6 separate regions of the Mus musculus genome follow, and regions 2, 3, 4, 5 and 6 are each linked to region 1. Evidence: chromatin contacts called from public Hi-C, HiChIP or PLAC-seq and promoter capture Hi-C data. All regions are on one chromosome and are shown on one strand. Each heading gives the region's core, a stretch centred on a gene start, on an enhancer-like site or on the middle of the called end of the contact. The rest is flanking DNA. Distances are from core to core; before and after follow the strand shown. Region 1 holds the start of B130024G19Rik (RIKEN cDNA B130024G19 gene). Region 2 has its middle 58 kb from the start of Gm39032. Region 3 has its middle 5.0 kb from the start of Gm39032. Region 4 has its middle 36 kb from the start of Gm39031. Region 5 has its middle 8.2 kb from the start of Gm39031. Region 6 has its middle 39 kb from the start of Gm39031.

Region 1 (4,248 bases), core at 1,165-3,664:
CGCCATAGTCTACCTCAGCCACTGCAGGAAAAACAAACAAACCCTACTGTCCGTGTCATTCATCTCAAGACGCTCAAACCAATGATATTGATGTATCTTTGACTTTGTGCCTCAGTTTTAACCATAAAGCATATATAGTTCTATAACCAACCTCCAGGACACATTATATTCTACTGACTAAACTTGCTGTTTGATTTAGACCCGCTAGTTGATTGTGAGAATTCCATAATTGTATGAGAAATTTGTTTTTAATAGGGAATACTTTGAACCAAGACAAAACTAAATCCATAAGTCAAACAGGTTTACCAACAATTAAATTATTTTTTTAACATAAAATTTGCTGAGCTACAAGAGGGAAAAGAAGACACCACAAAGAGTAAAACAACAACTTTAGGAAGCATCCTTGGTAGTGCAGAAATTTGGCAGTGTAAATTTTACTTTAGTAAAATGAACTGAACATACAGTTGACATGAGAAAACCACGCTTTCGGGGCAGTTTCTTTTGCACATAGAGACAGAGTGTGAGACAAGGAGGGCAGAAAGATATGGGCAGGCAGACGCTGACTTTTTGGCAAAGAGAAAAAAAAATCCTATTTAAGCTTCACCCTGAAATCTTTCTCAGCCTTCCCTTTCTCCACAGAACTCACATATTGCACTACAGCGGCAGGTGCTGTGATTATTTGAATGTTTTAAGAAATAACAAGCTATAGCAGGTACTAGCCTATCATAAACCTGGTGTGTAATAAGGTGGTCATAGAGTAAAGCTAGGCTGAGCACTTCTGGCTGATTAGAGACACCATATAACTTTCTCCTACAGAGAATAAGAAAGATAGAAAATAAGTCATTTCAGAGAATTGTGGGTCTTTAAAAAAAACTTCTCTGATTTAAGGAATTATTTGATACTGCAAATGTCAGATTAGAGGCAAGCTCAGCATATAGTGAGACTGAGGCTGACACAGGAAATTTAATAGGTAGCCCCATCTCGACTTAATAGATGAGCATAATTGATTATGGAGAAATGTTAATCTTGCCTCTCCAGTGCAGCCATTTCCATGTCAAGATTACTTTTTACACATACACACACACACACACACACACACACACACACACACGAAGAGGTGATTTTTGAGGAGAAGCTTCGTGTGTGTGTTCCTCATTTTTCAAGCTAAAGAAATTATAGACTTCAAATATATATATATATGTATATATATATATATATATATATATATATGTATATATGAATTGTAGAATTACAGCCAGCTAGGCACATAACTACCACAGAGTTAGAGGTGCTTCACTTTGTATTTTAGGACTCATTTAGCTATAGAAATGCTGTTTAGAAAGGGAAGGGAAAAAAATCACCACATGAATTGTAATTAATTTTACTGAGAGAATGAAGAGACAGGACAGCCGAATTGGGGATGGGGAGGAGCAAAAATATTTTTAAATGCCCTTCTTAAAGATGCTCAGCTGTCTTAACTCTAAGATTTAAAAGTCCTAAAATTAAAAGATACAACTCTATATGTTATTATTTTTAAAAACTCAGCCAAGCCCTTTACTGCAAATGTAAATCTATTTTAATGAGAATGGTGGCAAGCTTTATTTGACTGGTCAAAGTTAGGGGAAAACATTTGTCTTAATATGAAAAAAATATATATCCTCAGCTCCCAGGAATATGGTTTCCTTGCAGAAAGTGGTTGGCTAGTCTGTAATTCTTTACAGATTAAATCACAATATGAATACAGACCCCAGCAATTCCGAGTTTAACTCTGAGCTCAGTAGAATCCAGGATCCATTGAATTTCTCCTTTCCCTCAATCTAGTCGTGTGTGTTTTTCTCTTCCACCACACTGGAGCTCCGTGAATAGAGAAGGGGCTTCCATTGTGTCCCTCTGAACTTCCAAGTCAATGCAATTTTTAACCACTGGCTTGTGGTACTTTGAAAATCACCAGGGGCTGTCAGAGTTGGGTCCTCTGAAAAATTTACAGTGCTAAATCAGAGCATATGCTGGGAGGGAAAAAATTGCTTAAGATTGAAGTAAGTGCAGTATCTGTCTGCCCCCTAGTGTAAGAGTCCTTGCTGCCTAAAATCCAACTTTAAAAGAAAAGGAGCCCTTAAAGGGAAACGACTTGGGGCTCACGTAGGCATAGGAGAATGAAACTTCTGTACATTTTAATCTGAATAATTCTTCAGGATTGAAAATTATTTGGTTGTGGCTTGGTTGGACTGTGCTGGGATCTCGCTGCCTCTACGTTTCCGGAGTCTCTAGTGAAGAGATGATTTTTTTTTTTTTTGAAACTGGGTTTATGTGCGTCCCCCTCACCCCTCCTCTCTTTTTTCTTTCTGCCTCTGTCGTCTCTCTCGCTGGCTTTTTTTTTTTTTTTTTAATGAGGAACCGTTCCATGAACATTTTGCACAGAGCACAGAATTGCTTCTAAAGTCAGCCCGGCGCAGTTGCAATAGACAGCAAAAAGGTAAACGTTTGCCTGAAATCCGCACGCCAGCTTCACCACCCCGCCCGATGGTGAGTACCCTTCTCCTTGAGATTCTCCTAGCTTAACAGAGCGCTCTCCTTCCGGAACCGCGGCCGAGGGCGCCAGGCAAGGCTTTGGTCCCTGCCTGCCTGCCTGCTTGCCTGCCTGCATGTCAGCTGCACAAGGTTGCAAAATGAAGCGCAGAGGCAAATCGAACAGGAAATTCTGATACCCAAAGCCAGCCTAGCAGCCCCTTCGCTAGCAAACCTAGACAATCTGCTGCTTGGAAAACCAGGCATATAGGATTGGTTTTCAGTCAGTTCTATGGAAGGAAATGAGTTTGAGAAGACAGGACGAGGAGATGGGAGGCAACCGCAGTCTTTATGCTTCGGTTTAATCATATTTTGGCAGCTTTGCAATTGTATCCCCCCCTTCCACCTCTGCTACCACATACATGTAATAAAATATGGCAACGCACTGAATTGACTGCCCCCACCCTCCCCCAGACCCCTTCAACCACAGTCCGAGGCATTGCATACACGTTAGCAAAGCGATTTTCTGAAAAGCCCCAAGTCATCCCCAACCCCACACAGCACAAGGAGAAAAGTGAGAAAGAAGAGAAAGAGAAAAAAATACAGTAAGCAAACATACCAAAACCATATTTGCCTTGTTCAAGGTCCCAAACCGCTTGCATCTTCCTTCTAAACTGGAATAACTCTCCTTTAGTTTGGCGGGTGAAATAAATGCTTTGTTGGCCCCCTGAAAAGATGTGTCTTTGATAATTAAAGAGACTCTCCTCCTCGGTGTTTATCTAAGCGATTGTGCAAACTGATAAAAAAGTAGGCATTAGTCTGCAGGGAAAAAGAAAGGTGAAAGAAGAGATCTTCCACCTCAAGGAACTGCTTCCCTGTGTACCAGGCGCTCTCAGCCGTTGGAAAAGCCTGCACACTAACTTTAGAGAGAGAGAGACAGCTTCAGGGAGCTTTGTACATAGCTGCTGAGGAATGCAAGCCTCGCCTTTAAGAAAAAAAAACCCCAAACCGTAGGTAGGAGCTGTCTGGAGTGATCCTTGTCTCTCATCTGATGCCTTAGAAGGAAGAGTGCGTTGTTACACCTTGTTTGGGGCTGGAAAGAGGAGACTTTAAAAACACCCTTCCAATTGAAAAAAAAAAAAAAATCTCCCAACTTAATGAGTTTAGTCGGAGGCTGGAGCAACCCGGCTCAGTCTTAGCAGAAAACCGAAAACAACTATAGGCAATATTGCAAAGCAGGACAACCCCGAGGCACAGCCAAATTCCACCATTTGGGGTTGAGAGGGATGGAAGCTAATCCTAAAGCAAGTTGGGGGGGAAAAACCAGAGGGGGGGGGGAGCTGCAGCCTAAGACTGGCAGACACGGTCCTCTCACCCTGGATCAAAGATAGAACTTGAAACAGGAGGCCAACATTTTTTCCTAGGAATCAATTGGAATCCTCATTTTCTACTTTTAACTCAAGTCCCCCCTCCCCAATGATTTTTCTTCCTCTCCCCTGTGGATTAGTGCCTCCCTCCCCTTTCTACTGTCCATTCTAGAACTTTCCTGAAGAGGAAATCTATTTCTTTTGGGAGGAGGGGTTCCCCTATTTCATGCCTTTAAATAATGAATACTTAATTCACCCCTCCCCTTATCAATTCCCCCAAACGAGTAAAAGAAGCAGAGATACAATAACTGGCAAAACTTGAGAGCAGACTGAGCTGTCTCTTGCAGTTTAGTACAGTTTGAACTAATGGATTTTT
Region 2 (4,248 bases), core at 1,285-3,784, 500 kb after region 1:
AACCAGAGGGGGTGAGACAATCAGAGGAACATGGGCCACAGAGTCAACTAAGCAGAACTCAGAGGGACTCACAGAGACTGAAGTGGCAGTCATGGAGCCTGCATGGGTCTATGCTATGCTGGCTAGCTTGGTGTTCTTGTGGGACTTGCTAACAGTGGTATCTGGGTTGTCTTTGACTCTTTTTCCTGCCTTCAGGATGCTTTTCCATCTATTTGGTTGCCTCATCCAGCCTTGAAATGAAGGTTTGTATTTAGTCTTATTGTATCTTGTTATGCCTTGTTAGGTTGATATCCCTGCAAGGCCTGTTCTTTTCTGAAGGGAAAAGGAGGAGCTGTAGATCTGGGGGAGAAGGTAAGGTTGCCAGCAGTGGGGCTGGGGTGGATGGGGAGAGACTAGGAGGAGTGAAAGGAGGGAAAATGTGATTGGGATCTATTGTAAGAGAAAACAACAACAACAACAAACCAACGTAAAATTTAAAACAATGACAACATGACTAGTATTCAATACAACATGCTACAATTTGGAAAGAGCATGCACAGACTGTTTAATGACTCAAAGCAGTCCTGGCTACCCTCATGCTGTAATCTGTAAATGGTGTATAGAAGCAATACGAAAAATATTGACCACTGTCCACAGGGGCATTGACCAATCGGAAACACCCCCACCTGTAAAAATATGTATGATCACATTCTGCTGAATATCCTCTACCATCCATATACACATATGTCTGCATGTACAGTATGCATGCAATTTATGGTAATAATAACATACGGACATGTAGCATACAATCTTATAAATTATGTACCTTTGGATGCAATAACTGTAATTTTGGTATTGAGACTGCGATACCAACTGCTATTTCCAATTAATCTGTGAAAAGAACATAGTTGTTAATGCCAATTAGGCTGGCAGAAAGGCTGCTGTTTTACACTACTTAACCTACACTTTTAAAGAACCCATTTATTACCAACTACTCAAAGCACGCACCCTTCTTAGAAAAACTTAGCATGAGGAAAAACTTCCGTTGGGTGTTATTTTCTTATTACCAACAGGGTTACAGCATGGACTTTTAAAATTCTGCCTGGCTTTTAAAACTATTTATTCACACCTCTCACTTGTTAATTCATTTTTAGTGCCAGTTCTTAACAATGAGCGCTAAGAAGCAAGTCTTTTATTCTATGAAACTGTTGTTAAGCTGTACAGCTTCCTTGTTGGAAAGCAGATCGAGCGCATGTACAGTGAATCTGATGAACTTTTCTTTAAGAAGAAGCTCTGTGTTCCAGAGACACCGTGGCTGTGTCTGGACTAACAGGGACTGAGAAGGTGACCTTGAATCTCTTGTAGCAAGATATTCTTCACCTAAATAAATAACTGTTAATTTTAAATATACAAAGGAATTGTGAAATATAGTTTTGAGACTAAAGGAGAGAGAAGAAAGGTCCCTACAAGCCTGAGTCTCATGATAAGAACACTGTTTAAGCACATGCAGGCTCAAGTCCAGGTGGTCTCTTTGACCCAGGGATAATTGGTGTACTAACCTTATACCGAAGGAAGATTTAGCTACACTGTGTGGTTAGGAGAAAACTGTAGTTACCTATGTAGTCATTGGAATGCCAGAGCCTGCTCAGGAGCCAACTGAAAATTAGGATTTGGGACAAACATCTCCTCCATCAGCTGTAGGGGCACCTCTGTCGGAGGATACCACACTTTTCCATTCATCCACACCCCAAAACGGCCTATAACAGAGATTTCACCCCATCAGAGACGAGCGATTTCTATGCTCATTTGTGTTTGAAACATGAAAACAACATAACAGCTGCGTGCTGGGTTGAATAAAGAAGATACACATGCATTTAAATCACTTATATCTTACTTTTTTATGATGCAATTGTGAATTATGTTCCTTTTGCATCTGTAATTAGAGGGCAGAACAGATGGCGAAGGCTTCGTTTAAAGTGATGTGTCCATTAAAATAACCTATGCTGCCAAATGATTGCTCACTGTAACAGGGTGCTCATTCTCCATGGCAGGCACTTTGCTGCACTGAAATATGTTGCAAAGGCCCCTGGACTATACGTGGTGCTTATTATTTTTAAGGGCTTTCCAATAAAAGGGTTCAGTGTAGCACAGCTAGCTCTGTACCTCATTCATCTTCCAAGCATATGTTTTACTATATTGTTCTAATTAAAAAGTGACCTTGTATATAATGATCAGAACTCAATACTGAAAATGATTCATATAGGCGCTGGGGATATGGGAAGACTGTCTCAGCCATATTAAACTGGGCAGTGAGATAGGTTTGGGGCCAGGGGCTCTGGGGGAGACATTTTTCCCAAGATCATAACTGCAAAGAATTCAGGAGATTTAGTTCATCTCTGGGACACATTATCTTCTTATTACATGTTACTTCCAGGAGGTTTTCGAGAAAAACAAAAACAAAAGCAACAAATACAAAAGGGCAAAAGTTCATAGTAAAGTTTGTTCGGAGCACAGCTTCAAACTGAGCTATTTTCCATTTGGCCAAGGCGTATTAACTTGTGTGTTGTTCAAAGCCATTAAAGGCCCATTTTGTTTAGCTTCGCTCGGTCAAGATATCCCAGATTGTTGTTGTTGTTTTTATCGCATGAGATCCTGTCTGCTATAATCATAAATATCACTCAACTTCCATTTTAATCACTTCTGGGGATGAAGAACTTTCAAACATTTCACGGCTTCCCAGAACTCTGCAAAATAATTCTGGAGCTTGTGAGCGTGGCCTCATTAGCCGGACTTTTTGAGGTCCTTAGTCCAACTACAGAAAGTCAGAAGAGAAAACACAAATGAAATTTTTGGGCAATTTCTGGGGAACAGATTTTGCAAGCCCAAACAGATGAACCATAAGTTCAGCGATGTTAAAATACCATAAGCAAAATTAAAATACCAACACTGGGAAGAGAAGAACACGCAATGGGAAAAGGAAGAGAAACTTTTCTCACCCTTACCCAGGGATGTCTTTCCTAAGCTGTCTTCAAATCCTGGGAAATTCAAGAAGGATCAAGACCAACAATAGGCAGGCAAGGGCTACGATGCCTGGTGTATAGGTAGAAAGACTGAATGATGAAAATAATATGGGCACACAAGTTATTTTAATATAACTAACACAGTCTTTTCAGTTAAAGCTTTAGGAATCATTTGTTAAGCTATTTATAGTCACATGAGTGAATAGCTGCTAGGAGAACTTTGTAATAAAGTGGATGTGTGTTGGAATCAACTTTTCTGAAGTGTTTGTGTTCCCAAAACATTGGGTGCGTTAAATCTGGCAATTCTTTTACAATCGTTCTTATAATTCAGATAGAAGTGACTAAATGCTATGCACTAGAGTATTATGAAACCTGGAAACCATAGGAATACTTGGATAATATAGTGTCAAATTTCAATAGCATCATGTAATACCGTAATATTTCAGTGTTATTATGATGTAGTCTCTGTTTGCCTACAAGAAATAAATCTTATGTTGAGGTGAGATACATGAAAATTTTTCTTCCAAAATTGCTTCTGAATAATTTATTTCTGGCAAACTGGATTCTCCCTCTTCGACATCCTTTTAAATTTGGTTAATCAATGAGAGATTCCCATACTTTGGCAGGTTTTTCTCCGCCAGCCTTTTTGTGAGTAGTTAATGATCTGTAAACAACCGTTTAAAAGCACCAGGGGACTTTACCATTTAGAAGAATTCTATAGGGAACTTTATCGTAAAAAGGAAAAGTCTTTGGTTAACACAAATACTCACCCTGAAACATTTTTTTTATTTGCCTTTAATTTTACTATAAAGTTCTTAGGGTAGAGCTACCAGTTATCACAGAGAACTTTAATTTCTGAAAGAAAAGGATATTGCAATCACCACGATCAGATTTTTCTCTGCACTGGGAGTGGGTAGTGGTCTGACTCAGAGATCCCGAAAGTCACAAATGTGGTCTTCAGGTTTCTTGTGTAGTTTTCTGTGGAATCCCATCTTCTCCTGAGCTATTCATGGGCATCACAGGCCTTCCTTGGAGCTTGTGGGTGAAGTACAATTATGGTTAAGTGAAGCTTACGTGCCTAGACCTTGCAAGTTCTGGGGAAGAAATTAGAAAGCTTGCAGGCTCTATACTCCCGTGGAAGGGATGCTGTGGAAAATCACAGCTCTCCCTGATGTTTCAAAAGCTAGGAATACGGAAGTGGACTCCCATGCTGAGACCTCCTACCTCGCTCATCTGTAATTTTCCAGTG
Region 3 (4,248 bases), core at 503-3,002, 430 kb after region 1:
CTCATTGCTATAGCAATACACTTGGCAAAAGCCACTCAAGGAAATGGGATTTCTTTATATAGTCTATCCTGGCCAGAAAATTATGACAACCAGAGTTTGGGCAGCTGGTCATGTGGCATCCACAGTCAAGAAGAAGGCCCAGGCAAAAGCTTTTCCTTACTACTATCTCCTTTTTATTCTGTCTGAAACCACAGAGCATGTAAAGAACACCCACATTTAGGATAGATTTTTTCCCAAGTTAATTAACCTAATCTTTACAGTCACTGATCAACATGCCCAGAGATTTTTCTTCTTTTTTGGCACTTTTAGATCCTATCAAGTTGACACTTTATCATAGCAGGTGTGTGTTCTTGGGCCTCCTCTTCTATATCTGGAAAATGAATTCCAAGTCAAGTAAGTACTGGCTTTGACAAATCAAATATATATTAAGTTTCCACATCTACAGATCAATATGGCTATACTAATACTGAAGAATTGCTTGGCAAATATCTGAGCCCATGGAAGTAAACAAGTTTACTGAAATGTCTAATATGAATGGGTATGCATTGAGACAAAAGGGAAAAAGTACAGAGCAAGATTTTGGAAATCTGTTGGTAGTGGATGGATTCCAGGATTGAGGGGAACAGTTAAAAGCTATAGTCACTCCACTGGGATCTATTTTCTAGGCGATCATAGACAATGCCAACATCTTTCTGAACTTCTCAATATAAGAAGTTGGTCATGTCATTTTCCTCTGAAATGTGTGATATGTTCCATCCCCCTCTCTCAGAGTCTGTCCTTGTTTTTGTTTTTGTCTCTTTTTTAAAATATTGTCATTAGAATCAGTTTCTAACCACATTAATGATGTCACAAGAACAACTGAAGGAATTTGAGAGGGGCGAGCCTTGGATTCTCCTCCAGTCTCTAAAGATATCAAAAGGAATTGATGAGCGGCATACTGCCCAAAACATATCAGCTTCACATCTCCTGCCATTAGATATCTAAACACGCCTCTCTTCATTGCTTCCACAGTGAGTTCAGTGCGTGCACACACACACACACACACACACACACACACACACACACACACACACACACACACACACACACTCCTCTGTACTTCAGGTCAACAGATCTAATTCTTCTATTTTTTTTTCAGACTTCCTGCCTGTACCGTGTAAATCTCGATGCTAAACACCTGGCAGGCTCCGTCTTGAATATGAAAGCGTACACCCTTGTGTGCAGAACACTCAGCCAATTTACGACTGCCCCTGCAAGTGGGAAACGGGTCCCGCCACAAATCTCTCTCCTTCCTCTTCAGTTTGATAAACTCTTGGCTCCTTTGTCAGGTCAGACCCTCTCTTGGACTTGTGATTGAAAAAAAACGTACAAATGGATTCTCAGTCACCACTCAACAGAGCCAGTTGACAGAGCTCCATGGAATCCTTCTGCAGGGAGGCAGGCTTTTAACTTGATTGATGAAATTATATCTAAATCTAGTAGATTTGGGACTTCAAAGACATTTTTCCCTACTTAGGGCATCCCGGATGAAGGGTGTATGCTATTTGTTCCAAACTCCCAGGCTCAAGTGGTTCGCAAATTGACCCCTTTGTAATAGGGTAAAGGTTTCTTGCTAGATAACAGTGGTTCATTTTGATTAATTATGTCAGGGAATTAATGTATGATTACTAACTTTTAGCAGACCCTGCTCCTTCTGACCCCAGCTGCTTGTGTGTGTGGCTGGTTGTAATTTTCGACCGATGGGTTAGGAGAGGTCACTGTGTGGTCAGCATATTTTAAACAAAGGAAGAGAAAGAGGAGGAGAGGCCTCCAAATGGACTGGACACTAGTTCACAGCCGTGACAGAGAAGGCCTGTTAAGTGTTTTAACAGTAGGTTTTTATATATTTACTCTTGGTAAGAAAAGCTGGTTGAGCCAGAAATGGAGAGGAACCTGGGAAGATGTAGTGAATAATTAAATAGTAAAATGTTAGTCCATAAATGTCACTGTGTACCGATTTCAATCGTCTAGGAGCTTGTTAAAGACAAAATGGTGAAGTAAGAGTGTTGGTTTGGGGCAGGCCAGGAGAATTGAGATGAAAGGGTGTTTTTTTGTTGTTGTTGTTGTTGTTGTTTTTTTGTTTTTTGTTTTTTTTAATAATATGATTTTTCTAGGAGGTGGTATGGGGTTTCAATAGTTATTTTTAGATTCAGTGCTAACTGTTTAGAAGAAAGATAATGCAAACTAAGCTGGTGCCCTTTTAATTATTTTTATTTTCTGTGTTTATATCCAGTATGTGATAACCCTTCTGCTGGAGTGCTCCTATCCTTAAGTGTGAACTAAGAATTTCACAGACCACACAGTCTGCCCATTCCACGAAATCTGTTCTCAGTGCCCATTGATTTCTGAGATGAGCTGAGATATCTTGGTCTTTTGTCTCCATGAACATAAACATGTTTATCACAAGAATTAGGTTTGCAGGGTTCTGAGAGAACATTGCTAAGGCTTGTTTTGGAAAGCTAACTTTCTTTCAACATTCAACTGTGAGGTTTCCTCTCCACAAATGCTATGGATGATATCAATCGTTTGCTGATTGTGACTTCATTGAAATACAAAAAAGTTCCAAGGGAGAAAGAAAAGAAGAGGCCATTATAGGATAAACAGAAGTAAGTGTGTGTGTGTGTTTGTATGTCATGTGTCTGTGTGAATGTCTGTGTGTCTGTGTGCAGATTATTATTAAAGTAACAGAGAATTGGAAGTGGCATAATTATGCAAAAAAGTTGGCTTGTACTGGGATGATGAAACCAATACTCTTGGGTTTCTAAATAAAGGCTGCATGTCATGGACCTGGGGAGAGAGAGAGAGAGAGAGAGAGAGAGAGAGAGAGAGAGAGAGAGAGAGAGAGAGGGAGAGGGGGGGGGAGGAGAGTATATTACAAAGGAAAGTGTTACATGATACCACATTCAACTTTTAAACATTATAAAGCCCCCTTTCTCTAAGGTGGTTCAGAAATAAATTGTGTTTTAGCATTCAGATTTTGTTAGCTCTGTCCAGAAGGATGCGAGAGAGGCACTGGGCTGACCATGGCTGATCACCCAGAGCCTTTATGGGCAACATAATCACAATTACTGTATTTCAAACAAGCCCCTTTCAAAAATTAGAGGTGTTGATGACTTTAATGGGCATATAGACCATTTGTCTGTTCCATTATTGCAATTACTGTCTGGTTTGGTATCTTCTCTCTGACAGTGGCTAATGCTGTATACTTCAAAGGAAGATACAAACCCTCAATAATGCATTTATGGTCCAATTCACATTCAGCTCTTCATGTCCCCGCCATGGTCACCCCAACTACTTCTATAGTCACAAGTGCCTGTGGACCTGCACATGACAAATACACACTGCTATGGAGGAAGGCTTTATTGAAGAAATATCTTTGCACTGAACCTATAGAATTGGTCCTTTAGAAATAGGCAATGTGAGAAAAGAATGACAGGAACAGTCTAGGTGTTTAAGTCGTAGAGAGAAAGAGGCAGGGCTACCTCCCTTAGTCCTCTTATTGAAGCCCAACTATCTCACATCATCTGGACATCTTAGGATAAAAGGAAACCTTCCTTGGAAACACCTGCAGCATTTTTTTAAGGGATTTAAAACACAAATCCATTGGAAAATTGTCTTCTCTCACAACCCAACCTCTTACTTTTCTGTGCATGTAGTTGTGGAAATAGGTAGACAATATATGTTGAATACCACACATATGTATTTTAAAATATCTCTAAGTTATATATGTATGGATCATATCCCATATTCATATCCTAATTATCTCAATACATTTCCTCATGCCTTGTGTTACAGAAGACATGATCTTTACTCTTATTTTAAGATGGTGAGATGCAATATGGCATGGTACACCTGCACACATCTAAAAGACAGCAACCAGAGGAAAGGGCTTTGGGAGGACACATGTCTCTATGCTTGTGTGCTGGTTTCCATTCAGATTTCCTGAAGAACAGGGCTGATTTACCAACAGCCAGGATGTTCAGTGGCTCTGTCACTCATATTCTCTTATTGTCCAGACAAGTGTGACTACTGCTCTTCACCAGGTCTTACCAGGGTCACAGCAAACATTCTGGTGTCATCCCAAGACCTCAAAGTCTATAGGGTTTTGAAAAAAAAATTTGACCAGAAAAGAATCAAAAAGGAAAAAAAATTAACAAAAAGAGCCTAGCATTTTGAAGAAGCTGTTGACTACGACTCATTTCATAACTC
Region 4 (4,248 bases), core at 703-3,202, 380 kb after region 1:
CTAGAAAGCAGTAAGTTATCCTGGGTCCCCTGTTTCAGTATATTGCTTTTCTGCAATATCCCCTGGTTTCTAGCATTGCCGTTATGTCTTGCAAAGACACCCTTGGCAAATATGCCCACGTCTCACGTACATAAGTCTAAACTGAAATGTTTGAACTTTTTGGGTTGAAATCTTTTCTCTGACATTGCTTCTATCTTTCGTTCTTCCAGAGTAATTTCTGCACAGATCAAAGGTTGATGAAGACACTGTTGCTGACTTTAGGCTGGAGACTAATTCTTCCATACTTCAACTAAACTCCAACATTCAGTTCATCTCAGTTGTTACAATGGGAATATCAGCTTCAAGGGTATTTTTTTTTTTGCATTTAACTGACCCCTCAGATTAATTTGAAAGGAGACATGAGGAAGCTGGACAGGTGGGGCTCTACACACTGATGGAAGGAGTTTTGAATGAGGAAGGTCCATCCAGAAAGTCCTCAGATACAACGTCCTGTGAGAATCAAATCTAACCCCTGGCACAGGTGGAAGATGTAACCAGACCTTCCCAAATGACTGCCATAGATTTGGACACTGGATTTCCTACCTGGAACCAGTTTCCTCCGCCTTTCTTTCATCCATAATAATCACAGATGGCATAAAATCAAAGTAGACACAAGTCTGCTTCCTTCTCGAACATTCTACAGGTTTGTAAAACACACTGAAGTTTTAGACAAACATTTTTAACCTGAGGTTTCCTTTCTTTATGCATTAATTGTAGTTTTAGAAACAGAAATGTTGAAAGGCAGATACAACTGCAAAGGATAATGCGATTTTGGAAATAACAAGAAGGGGCTAAATAGAGATGAACTAGAAGACAGGGATGTCTCCCATGGTACAGTGGGAATGAGTGGGGGGGGGGGCACTTGCTCATGTGAGTGCCTGGTCAGATGTTCTTACATAAAGTACCTCTCTTAGTTGTTACAATAGCTCCTCTGACTTCAAATCAGTCAGGTTTGTTTTCTAGTCAAAATGTATAGCTTTCTGTGTGTTTGTATGTGTGTATGTGTTTGCCAGTGCAAATCAGAGGGCCATCCTTATGTCAGTGCTTGCCTTCCATGTTATTTGAGATGGAGTCCCTTCTTCAGCGCTGTATGTGCCAGGCTGCCACACAACTGGAATTCTCCTACCTTTGACTTCCATCTCTCCTAAGAACTCTGCGACCACAGTCATGTTACTCACCCCTGGTCCTCATGCTAGCCTGGCAAATACTTTACCCACCAATCCATGACCCCAACCCCTGTGCCTATCATCTTAATTAGAATGTTATAAACCTTCGAAGAACTCAGAGTCTATTTTATTTAGAGCTGTATCCCTCACCAAAGCTAGCACCCAAAACCGGGACAAAGATTAAACATGAAACATGAAGCTCAACTTCTCTAGCGACTGCAAATATTAAAACCCCGTGTTGCTTTGCTGTGGTCCTATTGGTTTCTGCTCTCATTTTAGGGGAAGAAAGGTTAGTGGCAGAAAAAGGTCTCCAGTCAGATTTTCAGGACCTGGTCTCACGTTCCTCTCCGAGTATAGTCATTTTGTCTCTTAACCTCCGTTCTGAAATGCTTGGTACCAAACCCCCCACAGCATCTTTTCAAAATGTTAATTCAATAATAAGACAAGGGATTCCTTCAGCTGGTTCTAAGGACAGATGCCCTGATTTTCAGGGTTCGAATTAGATGTGTTCTCAGACAGAGTTGAAGGCTTTCTGCACTTCACATAGATGATGTGTAGCAGTGTGAGCTGACGCTACCACCTTAAATCCAAGCTGGCCTGGGAACGTTTGCAAGTAAGGGTGGCTTTCCCCTTGCAGACATCCTGGGAACCACAATCACAATTTGTCTTTGGAGAATGGAAGCTTAACGGGCTGGTACCTGTTGTATGAGTCTTAGAGAATGCTGTCACTTGCCTGGTTAAAAAGGTGGCAGAGAGGGGTGGTGGGAGGGGAGGAAGCTGTACTTGATCCTTATGGAAGCCAGTTAAAATTAATTGGAAAAAGCTTTTAAAGATCCAAGATGCAGACCAAATGTATCTCCAAGCGCGGCCTCATCCCGCACCGATCGCGAAGGTCACCACGAAGCTGCAGATTTATGCGGAGGGGTTGGGTGATGGAAAATGAGACAAAAGCATTTGGATTTTATTATTCCATTTACTCTGACCCTGGCCATAAAGGGTTTGGAGAGCCTGTTTTATGTATTCAGCTGGTTGCCACACTGACAGGCATTTGGAGCCACTTAAATAAACCACCCTGGTCCCGCAGCTGCAACAACACCCTATCAAATATAAGTTAGGTTCGAAAAAACGAAGCCTGCGAGGAGGAATCTCCAGCAGGTGCGCCGAGGGGGGTGGGTGGGGGAGTTCGTTTGTTTGGTTGCACTTTGTTTTGTGAGTCGCTGTCCTGTCTATCCGATGCTTTTTGATGCGTGGCTGACCTGAGTGCTGAAATAAATTCTTCTTTTTTTCTTTTTTAGTGTATAAGGTGTGTACAGCTTTGATTTGACCTCTGCATTTTAAAATACGCCCGCTTTAAAATACCCAGGATTTTCATTGAGCTGGAGTTGGGTTCTGATGAGGTTTCTCACAATGGGGAGCAGATGAGGATTTTGTTCTTGAGCTTTGAGCTACACTGTTCACCTTTTACACTTATGCTGTAAGACGGTGGTGAGATTTTTAATTATTTTATTTATTTATTTATTTATTTATTTTCTCCATGGACTCTTTCTAACCAGTTTAGTCATGAGAGATACAACAGAAAAGCAGACAAGAACAGAATTCCTCATGGAAGACAATGAAATTGAATCCAGAAGTATGTTGGGTAATGGCTAAAACACCTGTCCGAGGTTTATCTTTAAGTGCGGGTATGTAGAAATAAACAGAACGGAGGGGAGAAAGCCACACTGGCGACAGCTCCTTCCTTGGAGAGTCTACCTTGCAGGTCCAATCATGTCTCATGGGCAAAACCCATCGCAGAATGCACTGTTGTTTCTACTCTATACATTTAGGAGCTTAGCCTGAGGTGACCCCTTGGTCGCATGGATAAGGGCTTATTCGCTCAGCTACATCCCATGGCTTTGCCACACCCGCCCTTCTTTCTATAGTGAAGTGTTTTGCATGCTGTTGAGAGAAGGGTAACTGCAGGACAGAACTGTGACTCCTATTAAAAAAAACAAACAAAAACAAAAACTAGACACAGCCAAGTTGTCTGGGGTTCAAAAAGAGCCAAAGGCAAATGGAGTCATTTCACCTTGGGAAGACTGTCCTGCTGAAGCCAGGAGTGTGGACAAGCTAATAGACACTACCTGCTTTATTTCATATCCTTCCCTTGGGGTCTGCTGTTCATAGAAAGGCCATTGAGACTTTAAAGTATTAAAGTCTCACTTGTAACAGAGACTGTCTTTACCCCTCATTTTCTTCCACAGTTGATGTAAGTTGACTCAAAATGTACTTTGCAGCTCCTACCACTTTCTCTCTCTCTCTCTCTCTCTCTCTCTTTCTCTCTCTCTCTCTCTTTCTTTCTTTCTTTCTTTCTTTCTCTCTTTCTCTCTTTCCTGCTTTCTTTCTCTCTCTCTCTTTCTTTCTTTCTTTCTTTCTTTCTTTCTTTCTTTCTTTCTTTCTTCTTTCCTTCCTCCCTCCCTCCCTCCCTCCCTCCCTCCCTCCCTCCCTTCCTTCCTTCCTTTCTTCCTTCTTTCCTTCCTTCCTTTAATTCTTTGATGCTTCTTCCAGTATTTAAAGGTACCAACAGAAAGTGATAATAACTGAAAGTATTACATTATTTTTTATTCAAATTTTATCAGCACCTTGGAGAGGAGTGTTAGAATATTGCTAGATCTCAACTAGGCTACCAAACACAGCTTTTGGAAGAAAGCTGTATATAAATATAAAGGAGTCATCTAATATATGCTCTTAATAGTATTCTGAAAAACATCTCTCTGTATGCATGCTTTAATGAATACATATCTAGCGTATAAATAACACTTTAGAATTTAGAATGCGATATCATATAAACAATTGTCAACTGATTTTTTTTCTTGATAATTTTGGAAATGTGTTAGTCACATTTTTTTATCTCCTCAGGCAGACATTGCAGAAATTGTAACTTTAAGTCATTGTCCCTTCACAATAGTTAGCACCCATTTCCCTGTACATCATGAACTAGCCAAAGATGACATGAATCCTTATATTCTGAGGAATCTTTCTGAGATATACCCTCCTCTCCTGC
Region 5 (4,248 bases), core at 590-3,089, 330 kb after region 1:
GTCTTCCCCCAGTCCTGTCCTCCTTTCTGTCTCCCTGACCGGCTCTCTCCTGCCTGCCTTTCCCGGCTTGCTCTCCCACATCCCAACAGAGCCTTCCTCTTCGCTTTTGCTGCCCTGTCGGTGTGCGACACAGTGGTAACAGCAGCCAGTCATGCCATGTCCTGTCTGGTGCAATACAGCACAGAATCACAAAATGAAAACGAAGGTTTTCTTACCATCTTTTAACTCAAAACATGAACCCTGTCTCCCCTAAATATTTTCTTTTCCCACTTTCTTGTGGATCCTACTTTCAATTGGTAATCTAAGAACATTTCTGCTTGGATTGAAGAAAGCAAAATACAGGGAGCTGTTTTGAGGACTCTGTATTCCAATGCAATTCTGGACCAATTTAACTGTGTGAGGTTGAGAAGGGTTCCCAGTAAGTTTCCAGGTGGCTGAGGCAATTGTGTTCAGAGCCCATCAGGAATCCCAGCAGCACTCAAATGAAGATTAAATTACTAATTTTTAAGAGACATTTCTTAAGGGTCTTTCTCTCCCCGCAGTTACATATAAGAAACAATGCACGCTTGTTAATCACAAGTGAAGCGATCTTTATCATTCCGAGTGCTATACTGGGTATAGCAATGGCAGACACTCTTAGGGTCTTTGGAACACTCAGGCTAGGGCTCTCATGAAAGAAGTCCCCAAAGAGTGTGCCATGGGCACGTGGAAAGGATATCTATGAATAGGGGATTCTACTTGGTTGCTCTTCAGAGAGACCAAGCTGTTTATATAAAACTGTCCGGGCTTCGGGATTTGAATAGTTCCACATTAAGGCATATGTTCATACTAATGCACTTAGAGGCTCAACTGCCATTCACTTGACCTCTGGGATACGTTCCAAGGGTGAGAACATCTTCTAGCCTTATATAGCCTTTTCTTATTATCAGTTTGCAAATTAAGTCCTTTTCTCAGCTACCTGGTGCTTTCTAAGAGATGGTTTTTTATTTTATGCAATTAACTGGTTGTTTTTAGCACATTTTTTTTTCCAATCTGGAACCCAGCATTGAAGTTTATTGAGGGTGGATATCCCTCCAGGAGGAGAACACTGATACAGAAAAAGACAGAGTTCAAAACTAACCCACACCCCTGGCATACTATTTCTTAAGGGACCAACACTCTTTCTGGAGCTAATTTCTAAACATTTGACAAAAGCTTGAAGGACGCAGTCTACTCCACTGTGAATTCTTGTCATTATCTCTTACAGATGGTAAATGAAAGTTTGGGGTTGTGACATTCAACCTATGTTGACTCAATAAACTCTCTGAGTGTCCACTTTGTGCCCAGGCCTGTGATGATGGGTGCAGGGGTCATAAAGATGAATAAGGCAAGTTACTTCTCTGGAGGCACTTCCTGTTAAAGGTCGTGTCAAAGGTCAACCAAAAATCCAAAGTCTCATCTGAAAATCTTAAACCTGAATACCTTTCTCAATACAATAATCCCAAAGTTAAATCAGCCCAGGGCCTCTGCCTCAAGGAAATGAGCATAAACCATCAAAATAAAAGGGTGTGCACATGCTAAATTTCCCCTTTATGATTTCCAAAATTGACAGAATGTTTTCAAATTTCTCAAATGCATGGTGGAAACAGAAGAGAATGGAAGGCAAATTTAGGCCCCATGTAACTTTCTGAGGATTCTCTGCTTCTAATTAAGCTATTTTTCCTTCTCTAACCATCTCCAGGTTTTTGCCCCGCCCCTCCCCCCCTCCTTGAGAATAAAGGCAAAAACAAAAACAGAGAGGAGGGAGAAACTCCTGGCTCTGCTGAGAAACAGGAAGTTATATGAAACCCTGTTTGCCCCTTCTGCTGTGAAGAAGTTTGCTGAAGAGACACAGCCCTGCACTGTGCTATGGAAACCACCTACAGAAGTCACTGTGGGAAAAGAAGGAGTGCCTTGGGCCAATAGTGACGAGTGTCAGTCCACTCAGGCATTTCCAGATTGAGCTCACAGATGTTTCAGAGGGCTCTCTTTTTTTCTTCCTCTTTCTTCTTGCCTTTCTCTGTCTCTCAATCTCTGTCTGTCTCTCTGTCTGTCTTTCTCTGTGTTTTTCTGTTTCTTTTTACCTCTCTTGTGAATCTCGAATTGAGAAGCCAATCTTTTCAAATGGAGTCTATTGACCTTGACTGAGTCTAGCCTCTGACAATCTTCCATTTTGACAACTCTGATAATCGTGAGGCTTTTTTTCCTCGGTAGATTTGATAAGACGAATTAAGAAGGAAGTAGTATTTACACCAGGAAGGTTCAACCTGCTTTTGCCCTATTTGTAGGGTTTCTGACAATGTCTGGAGGGCCTCTAGATCAATGACGAAGGCCATAGCACTGAGCCAGCAGTGTTCTTTGGGGATTGGAACTATATGTTTTGCAAAAAGGTTCTGGAGCTAAAAATTGGGTTTTAACAATGGTTGGTCTCAAAGAATTGAGGAGACCTTGCTGCAGCCCACTGATATATCTAGGAACTTAGAGGTGTCAGGCAGCATTTTTCCTGGTTTGGAGATCTGTCTGTCTTTTGCCATTTTCATTTTATTGTGTGTATTCAGTCATAGGATGGAAATATCTTTATAGCTTCAATGGTTCCAGATGTAATGCAGCAGAAAATTCTGATTTTAGGCCCATGTGATTGCATGGCTTTGCTTAAATTTCTGTTTTCTGTTTGGTCAGTTCAGCATTCTCCACACTGTGCCTTTTAAAGAACAGTCTTAGGAGGCAGCCTTTATTCTTTGGGGCAGTCAAGGCATCGTTTAATTTATTAGGCCAGCATTTAATTTTCTGCTCAGGGGAAGCTGGCTTGGGCAGTGGTTCAAACATCAGTATATGATGGCAACTCCTAGCAGGCACGTTAGGCACAACTTGCTGGGCCAGCTTCCAAAATTATCTCTAGCCCAGGGACTGCTCAGGTTGAGACACACTCGCTAACATTAACATTTCTTGCTAAATAGGCCAGTTATCAGGGAATTCCCCCAGAGCACTGGATTTGAGATAGAATGTGAGAATCGGATATTTTTATGTCATATAAATTCTGTATTTTTTCATATTCGCAATTTTGGTGGGACGTGAAAATATTTTCAGATTTATTATTATCTTGTGCGTGTGCAAGACTTGTGTGAGTACATGCGTCAGGGTTGGCATGTGGAGTTCAAAGGACAGCTTCCTGGAGTCCATTTTCCCTTACCATCTTCATGCGGATTCCAGGAATTCTTGGGTCCTTAGGCTTTGCAGAAGGTGCTTTTCGAACAGAATCATCTCTCTGCTCCCCCCTCCCTTCTTTAAAATGAGAGATCTAGTTGAAACGTACTTTTCGGGAAATTTCTTTTTTTCTTTTTTCTTTTCGTTTCTTTTTGGTTTTGTTTTGGCATTTAACCATAATCATTTTTTTTTTTTTGCATGTTGTTGTAACCCATGGCTACTCATCTCCACAAGTCTCAGTATCTGACTTGGAGAAAATGGACTGATCAGCTCCACCCACTCAGGCACTGGGGATTTGATTGGCTGTGAGAGTAAGTAGGACTTCTCTTGGTGAGGCAAGGAGATGAGGAGGCTCTTTAGTTACAGAAGTGACAGCAGAGTTACCACCAAAACAAGGGCAGCATGCTTGGGAAACAGGCCTGAGTATAAAGGGCTCTGGATGCTGTCTCATCCTTAGCCTTTGGCACTGCCCTTATCTGTTTGCTTGCCAGCTTTAAGCAAGGATGCAAGCTTTGTACTTCTTTGCAAGGTCAAAGGCTTGGTTTCAGTTTCCCAACTCAGCATAGGGTACCATTTAGACTTCCTCAATGCACAGCAGAAGAAGTAGCAGAAGAGAACTGGGCGGCGAGAGGCCAAGCTAAAAGGATTTAATTCACTGTCAGACTATAGAGGATATTCAATGTTGGGACTACCTGTTCTAAACAAGAAGATGAGGAGACCATCATAAAGTTAGTTCAATGAAGGGACTGTGTTTTCAAGACAGTTATTAAATATTATTAGTATTATTAAATATATACATGTGATGTGTATGTGACAGGCATGTGCCATGCAGAGTCAGTTCTCTCCTTTCACCTCTGTGCAGGTTCCAAAGATCAAAGTCAGGTTTGTCAGGTTTGCTGGGCAGATGTGTCATCCCATGAGCCTTTCTACCAGTGTTTCCAATCTCAATCCAGGGGAGATATGATCCATGAACAGAGTCCATCAATCAAAGATAAAGGCGCAGAGAGGGGCTAAGCCAGTGGGCAC
Region 6 (4,248 bases), core at 1,049-3,548, 300 kb after region 1:
AAGTTTGTCCCGTTCTATCAGAGGACTTGGTGTAGCTCTCAGAGCTCATATTCATCCACAACCACCAATATGTCTCCTGGACTCTGTGGTGACTTTAGTGACATATGCATATATAAATGTGCATACACACACCAACACAAGACAAAAACTAAAAAGTTATGAAGGAAAACAATTCACCATCTTTTTGTGCCTTACTAATGGACTTTTAGGACAGATTTGTATGAGTTGTGGAATATATAACAAGAATTTATAAAAATATCTAGGGGTATATGGGGGAACATTAGAGAGTTAAAAATGTAATGTTGGCTCCCATGAATTTTTAACCCTGTAGATTTTTTGTAAGCTACTCAGTATTTTATGAAAAAGGAGCTAATAAAGAACAAAAATATTAAGATTATGAGAAAAATAATTTTAGAATACAATTTAAATGTGTCTTCACAATTGGAGAGGGCAGGGTCTTTTCTGAAATATTTTTTCATTAACTTTTTAGAGGACAGTGCTTCTGTCCATGGGAGAGGGAGTCTCTCCAGCTACCATGCCTCTCTCCTCATTGTATGGCTCTGAATTTGCATTGATTAGTTTGTGTCAACATAAATGTCAGCATTGTGTGGGAGGCACCAGGCACAGGCCAAAGTGCACAGGTATGTGCACACGCATGTACACACACCTGCATTTGTACATACATGCACACACATGCAAATACAGATCACACTCATACACACACACACACACACACACACTTTAAGAAATGAGAACTAGTCTACTCTAAACCTTTAAATCTTGATTAAAGACATTTATGCACATACTCTTAAAACTCAATTATAAGGAAACAATGTAGATTTTAAAATGGACCAAAACTCCTAAAAGACATATCACCAAAATGAAACATATGTGATGATATTCCACATCATATCATCCTGGCAAGCTGCAGTACATTTACCTGCAGAGCTTTCAGAATGGCTAGCCCCATAACCTTGACCATGTGGTGATCAGACCGTGAAGCCGCAGGAGTCCTCATCCACTGGACTTAGCCTCATTGGAAGACAGGTGGAGAATTTCTTCAAAACCAACCATTATCATATTCAGTAGATGAAGAAATCAATAAACACTGGAACAGTTTTATTGTGGAATATTACTCAACTCCCAACATAAGCAAATTATGAGGGTTAGAAGAGGTGGGGTGGGGGTATGGGACTTAGACTCATATGGCCAGTTGAAATGATTTGCAAAAGCTAGACAACGCTGGCTTAGTGCTGTATGACATCCTCCTAAATCTGAAACTTTGGGTAGGAAAAAGATCAGTGGCTGCAAGTGCAGAGGGCCAGGGATGGATGGTCAGCTGGGGTAATGATGATCTTCAGAATGGGGAGGCAAATTCAGGCATGGTAGGTTATGACATGTCTGTTTCACAGATCACAAACTGCATCTCACCAAGAGTGAACATTACACAGATCCACCTGGGGCTCTGGGCCATTTTAAAATATCAATGTAGGACCATCACGTTGAAGAATTACCATTCTGGTGAAGGGAGGCTATGCGTGTGTGGGGGCAGGGGAGACACTGAGCAATACTGTCTTTTTCACATTTCCTGTGATCCTAAATGGATTTTTAAAAAGATTTTTTTTTCATTAACCTCTCCTTTTTGGAGCAGGCTGAAAACGTATATACAACCAGTAAGTTTTATGAAAATATTCTTTGGTGGGGCTGAAAAAAATAACATGAAATCAAATAAAGGGAATCTAGTTTCTTATCAGCTTATGAGCCTGAGAATTTTTCATTTAGTCAAGTTTCTTGTAGACATAGCAGGAAGACATGAAAACCAAAACCACCCCCCCCCAAAAAAAAGTAGACAAGGAAAGAAAGAAAAGAAGTCAGTTAAGTGGTCCTGAAGTTGTAGACAGACGACAGTGAAGAACACCATTACCACAGCTCTTTTTCCTGCGTTTTTTTTTTTAAATAGTATTCTCTGAAAAGCACTAGATGTAATAAAGTCAATTTAAAATTTGTTCTACCAATCTTTTGCATCTGTAATTTTCCCATTAAACGTAAATGCCCATGAGGCAAGCTATTTGCATTACATTGCATTTGCAGTCTTTAAAACAAACTATAAATCCCCTCCTTGTTTCATGTGATTGATGCCGTGTATATAAATACCACCATAAACCTCAAAGGGGGCTAACAGTGACAGTAAATTAAAGTTTTCAAGTCTGCCAGCATCTCAGGACTCCAGCCCTTGATCTTAAGCAGTGCTGTTAACCCCCGCCTTATGGCCCTCCTGAACCTTTCCCCCCTTCTCTCCCCATTCTGCCCACCCCCTTCATTCTGATTTCCTTGGGAAACACCTTCCTGGCTATGAAGTCACACCAAGGCATGGGGAGGCAGTTAATTAAATTGAGGCAGCTCTGCTTGTAGGAAAAGCAGAAGGCCCTGACTTGCAAGCCCTCCACTACTTGGGATCAAGAATCTAGGGGCCCCCTTCTTTCTATAAACAGTGAGCAGCCACAGAGATACTGATTAATTTGCCCAAACCCCTAGCTTAGCTGTTTTCATGTCAATTGTCTTCTTCCTTCAGGATGAGGAGGAGACAGGAGGAGTTGGTGGAGGGGAGATACGGGTAAGAAGAGGCAGAACAGTCTCGCCATGCCATATTGTTCAAGATTTAGTTACAATACCCTCTCTGCTCTCATTACTCCACTCTCCCCTTTAACAGCGAATAAAGGAGATACTAACTGCTCATTACAGCTTACAGCCTGCTAGAGATAATTGTTTACCTATCGGGAAGGCTTAAACAAAACATACACAAGCCTTCTTGGACTTCAGAGGATCCTGACATCAATAACTCACTGATGGGTGTAGCTGATGAGTTCTTTCTTGTCTTTGTTGACTGCAGGAGGCTCGAATTTAGTGACCACGGAGAAGCCAAACACATGGAGTCATGGACTCCTTGCTTACTATCACAGTGTCAACTGATTCATCTCTGAACCCAGCCACTGCAGATTTCTTGACTGATTTCAAGCCATCATTCCTGAAACTCTCTCCTAGTCTAATTGATTCAAGGAGCACTGAGCTTTCTCGCAGTGGCTTCCAAGGCTGCTCATAAATTCTCTTCCAGTTTTCCCCAGATTAAAATGAAAATAATTGTAAAATCCCAGGTTGAATTTTTTTCTTGGCTGTATGTTTCAGATATGACTTCAAAATAGAAATGTAAATTAGTAAAGCTTCATAGCTCATATATACAAAACTCTTGGGGGAAATGGCAAATCTTCAAGGAGGAGGTAAATTATCCCTCCAGAAGGGAAAGCAAAGGCACAGGGGGACAGTGGCTGGGAGGTGGGGAGAAAAGACAGAGGAAAGGAAGTCAAGGCAATGAGAGAATGAAGCTAATTAATTAATTTAGGCTATTAATCTAGGAGAAATGTCCTCTGACAATCTCAGGATCAGTGGTATATCCCACGTGAATATTGACAGAGACATTGAAAAAAAATATGTTTGGATGAGGGTACTTAAGTGATTTCCCATTTCTTCTAGAAACTCTTAGTAATATATATGCAAGAATCCAAGAAATGTGGACCTTAGGAACAGAATCTTCCCACATAGAGCCCTCTAATCTTTTGTTCCCACCTTCAACCCCTAGATGACACCTACCAGGCATGAGCTTTACATCATGCTGCCCTGGTGGCCTCCCCAGTGACATCAGAATTCCTGGGCTGAGGGCTAGTGATAGTCCTTATACCTCTGTTTTTTTCCAAGATTCTTTCATAACTAGGGATGGTAAAACCGAAAACTCTCAACATGTCTGAAGGTATAAAAGTTATGAGTTTTTACAAAGCACTCTTTGGACAGATTTAAGAAACAAGTCCCGAGAAGGGGAAACAGCCATTTTTGAGCATCCTGTACATACTCAGTCATTCTATTGGAATTCTCTCTATATCTATAAATCTTTATAATAACCCCCAAGGCAGTCTCATTTTTCTTTGCCAATAACACTGGAGGAAATAGTAAATAAGAAATTTCTACCAAAGTCCAAAAACCCCAAATAAGTGGTCTTGTCTTGGAGGTAAACTTTTTAAAAAGATTTCAATTTAGTACAGATATACAAAATGTGAAATCTTGAAGGTTGATACTGTATATGTACTATAGGATTCAGAGAATATCAGCCTGTGTTATTGACACAAGACTATGAAGGTAGATTTGGTACCCTGTGTCACTGTCCTGTGGTTGGGCTGTGTGGAATAAACAGAATTTCTC

Evidence for each region. Promoter capture Hi-C pulls out the DNA fragments that hold promoters and counts their contacts. A called contact is a pair of places that touch in the nucleus more often than the background predicts. HiChIP or PLAC-seq counts read pairs in DNA pulled down with a chosen protein or histone mark.
Region 2: a contact with region 1 is called in a Hi-C map of uterus, with 4 times the contacts expected there. The contact joins the enhancer-like site here to the promoter of B130024G19Rik in region 1. A contact is called at or near these places in 5 of 39 promoter capture datasets (the 3T3-L1 cell line, embryonic stem cells, liver and 1 more), 4 of 484 Hi-C or Micro-C datasets (adipose-derived mesenchymal stem cells, cerebellar granule neurons, gonadal supporting cells and 1 more), 11 of 115 datasets of contacts at active chromatin or transcription factors (the NIH/3T3 cell line, the SCID.adh cell line, craniofacial prominence and 8 more) and 1 of 9 other capture datasets (liver).
Region 3: an H3K4me3 HiChIP or PLAC-seq map of neural tube shows a contact between it and region 1, with 6 times the contacts expected there. The contact joins the enhancer-like site here to the promoter of B130024G19Rik in region 1. A contact is called at or near these places in 12 of 39 promoter capture datasets (the 3T3-L1 cell line, cranial neural crest, embryonic stem cells and 5 more), 1 of 15 datasets of contacts at CTCF or cohesin (the NIH/3T3 cell line), 18 of 484 Hi-C or Micro-C datasets (embryonic stem cells, gonadal supporting cells, liver and 3 more), 19 of 115 datasets of contacts at active chromatin or transcription factors (the NIH/3T3 cell line, craniofacial prominence, differentiating embryonic stem cells and 12 more) and 2 of 9 other capture datasets (embryonic stem cells and liver).
Region 4: an H3K4me3 HiChIP or PLAC-seq map of embryonic limb bud shows a contact between it and region 1, with 4 times the contacts expected there. The contact joins the enhancer-like site here to the promoter of B130024G19Rik in region 1. A contact is called at or near these places in 5 of 39 promoter capture datasets (3T3-L1-derived adipocytes, frontonasal cranial neural crest, liver and 1 more), 6 of 484 Hi-C or Micro-C datasets (embryonic fibroblasts, nephron progenitors, trophoblast stem cells and 1 more), 13 of 115 datasets of contacts at active chromatin or transcription factors (the NIH/3T3 cell line, the SCID.adh cell line, craniofacial prominence and 9 more) and 1 of 9 other capture datasets (embryonic stem cells).
Region 5: a contact with region 1 is called in a promoter capture Hi-C map of liver, with 2.5 times the contacts expected there. The contact joins the enhancer-like site here to the promoter of B130024G19Rik in region 1. A contact is called at or near these places in 3 of 39 promoter capture datasets (the 3T3-L1 cell line, cranial neural crest and liver), 1 of 15 datasets of contacts at CTCF or cohesin (the NIH/3T3 cell line), 1 of 484 Hi-C or Micro-C datasets (myocytes), 9 of 115 datasets of contacts at active chromatin or transcription factors (the NIH/3T3 cell line, embryonic hindbrain, embryonic limb bud and 6 more) and 1 of 9 other capture datasets (embryonic stem cells).
Region 6: an H3K4me3 HiChIP or PLAC-seq map of embryonic limb bud shows a contact between it and region 1, with 2.2 times the contacts expected there. The contact joins the enhancer-like site here to the promoter of B130024G19Rik in region 1. A contact is called at or near these places in 1 of 15 datasets of contacts at CTCF or cohesin (the NIH/3T3 cell line), 1 of 484 Hi-C or Micro-C datasets (nephron progenitors), 6 of 115 datasets of contacts at active chromatin or transcription factors (the SCID.adh cell line, craniofacial prominence, embryonic limb bud and 2 more) and 2 of 9 other capture datasets (adipose tissue and liver).

Annotation. Positions count from the first base shown.
Region 1 is chr7:70,362,969-70,367,216 of GRCm38.p6, forward strand. B130024G19Rik (RIKEN cDNA B130024G19 gene) reads left to right here and starts at 2,415. Exons shown (of 11, transcript NR_045850.1): 1 at 2,415-2,523. It also overlaps a transcript of Nr2f2 not described here.
Region 2 is chr7:70,858,112-70,862,359 of GRCm38.p6, forward strand. No RefSeq gene overlaps it. Among named protein-coding and RNA genes, the nearest start is that of Gm39032, 58 kb to the left of the region's middle. Within about 2 kb of position 2,535, at least 3 of the 459 cell types and tissues checked have an H3K27ac peak or open chromatin away from gene starts, as enhancers often do. A contact at or near this core is called in uterus, where this site is marked.
Region 3 is chr7:70,794,944-70,799,191 of GRCm38.p6, forward strand. No RefSeq gene overlaps it. Among named protein-coding and RNA genes, the nearest start is that of Gm39032, 5.0 kb to the right of the region's middle. Within about 2 kb of position 1,753, at least 8 of the 459 cell types and tissues checked have an H3K27ac peak or open chromatin away from gene starts, as enhancers often do. A contact at or near this core is called in neural tube and uterus, where this site is marked.
Region 4 is chr7:70,742,234-70,746,481 of GRCm38.p6, forward strand. No RefSeq gene overlaps it. Among named protein-coding and RNA genes, the nearest start is that of Gm39031, 36 kb to the left of the region's middle. Within about 2 kb of position 1,953, at least 4 of the 459 cell types and tissues checked have an H3K27ac peak or open chromatin away from gene starts, as enhancers often do. A contact at or near this core is called in embryonic limb bud, where this site is marked.
Region 5 is chr7:70,697,817-70,702,064 of GRCm38.p6, forward strand. No RefSeq gene overlaps it. Among named protein-coding and RNA genes, the nearest start is that of Gm39031, 8.2 kb to the right of the region's middle. Within about 2 kb of position 1,840, at least 5 of the 459 cell types and tissues checked have an H3K27ac peak or open chromatin away from gene starts, as enhancers often do.
Region 6 is chr7:70,666,998-70,671,245 of GRCm38.p6, forward strand. No RefSeq gene overlaps it. Among named protein-coding and RNA genes, the nearest start is that of Gm39031, 39 kb to the right of the region's middle. Within about 2 kb of position 2,299, at least 6 of the 459 cell types and tissues checked have an H3K27ac peak or open chromatin away from gene starts, as enhancers often do. A contact at or near this core is called in embryonic limb bud, where this site is marked.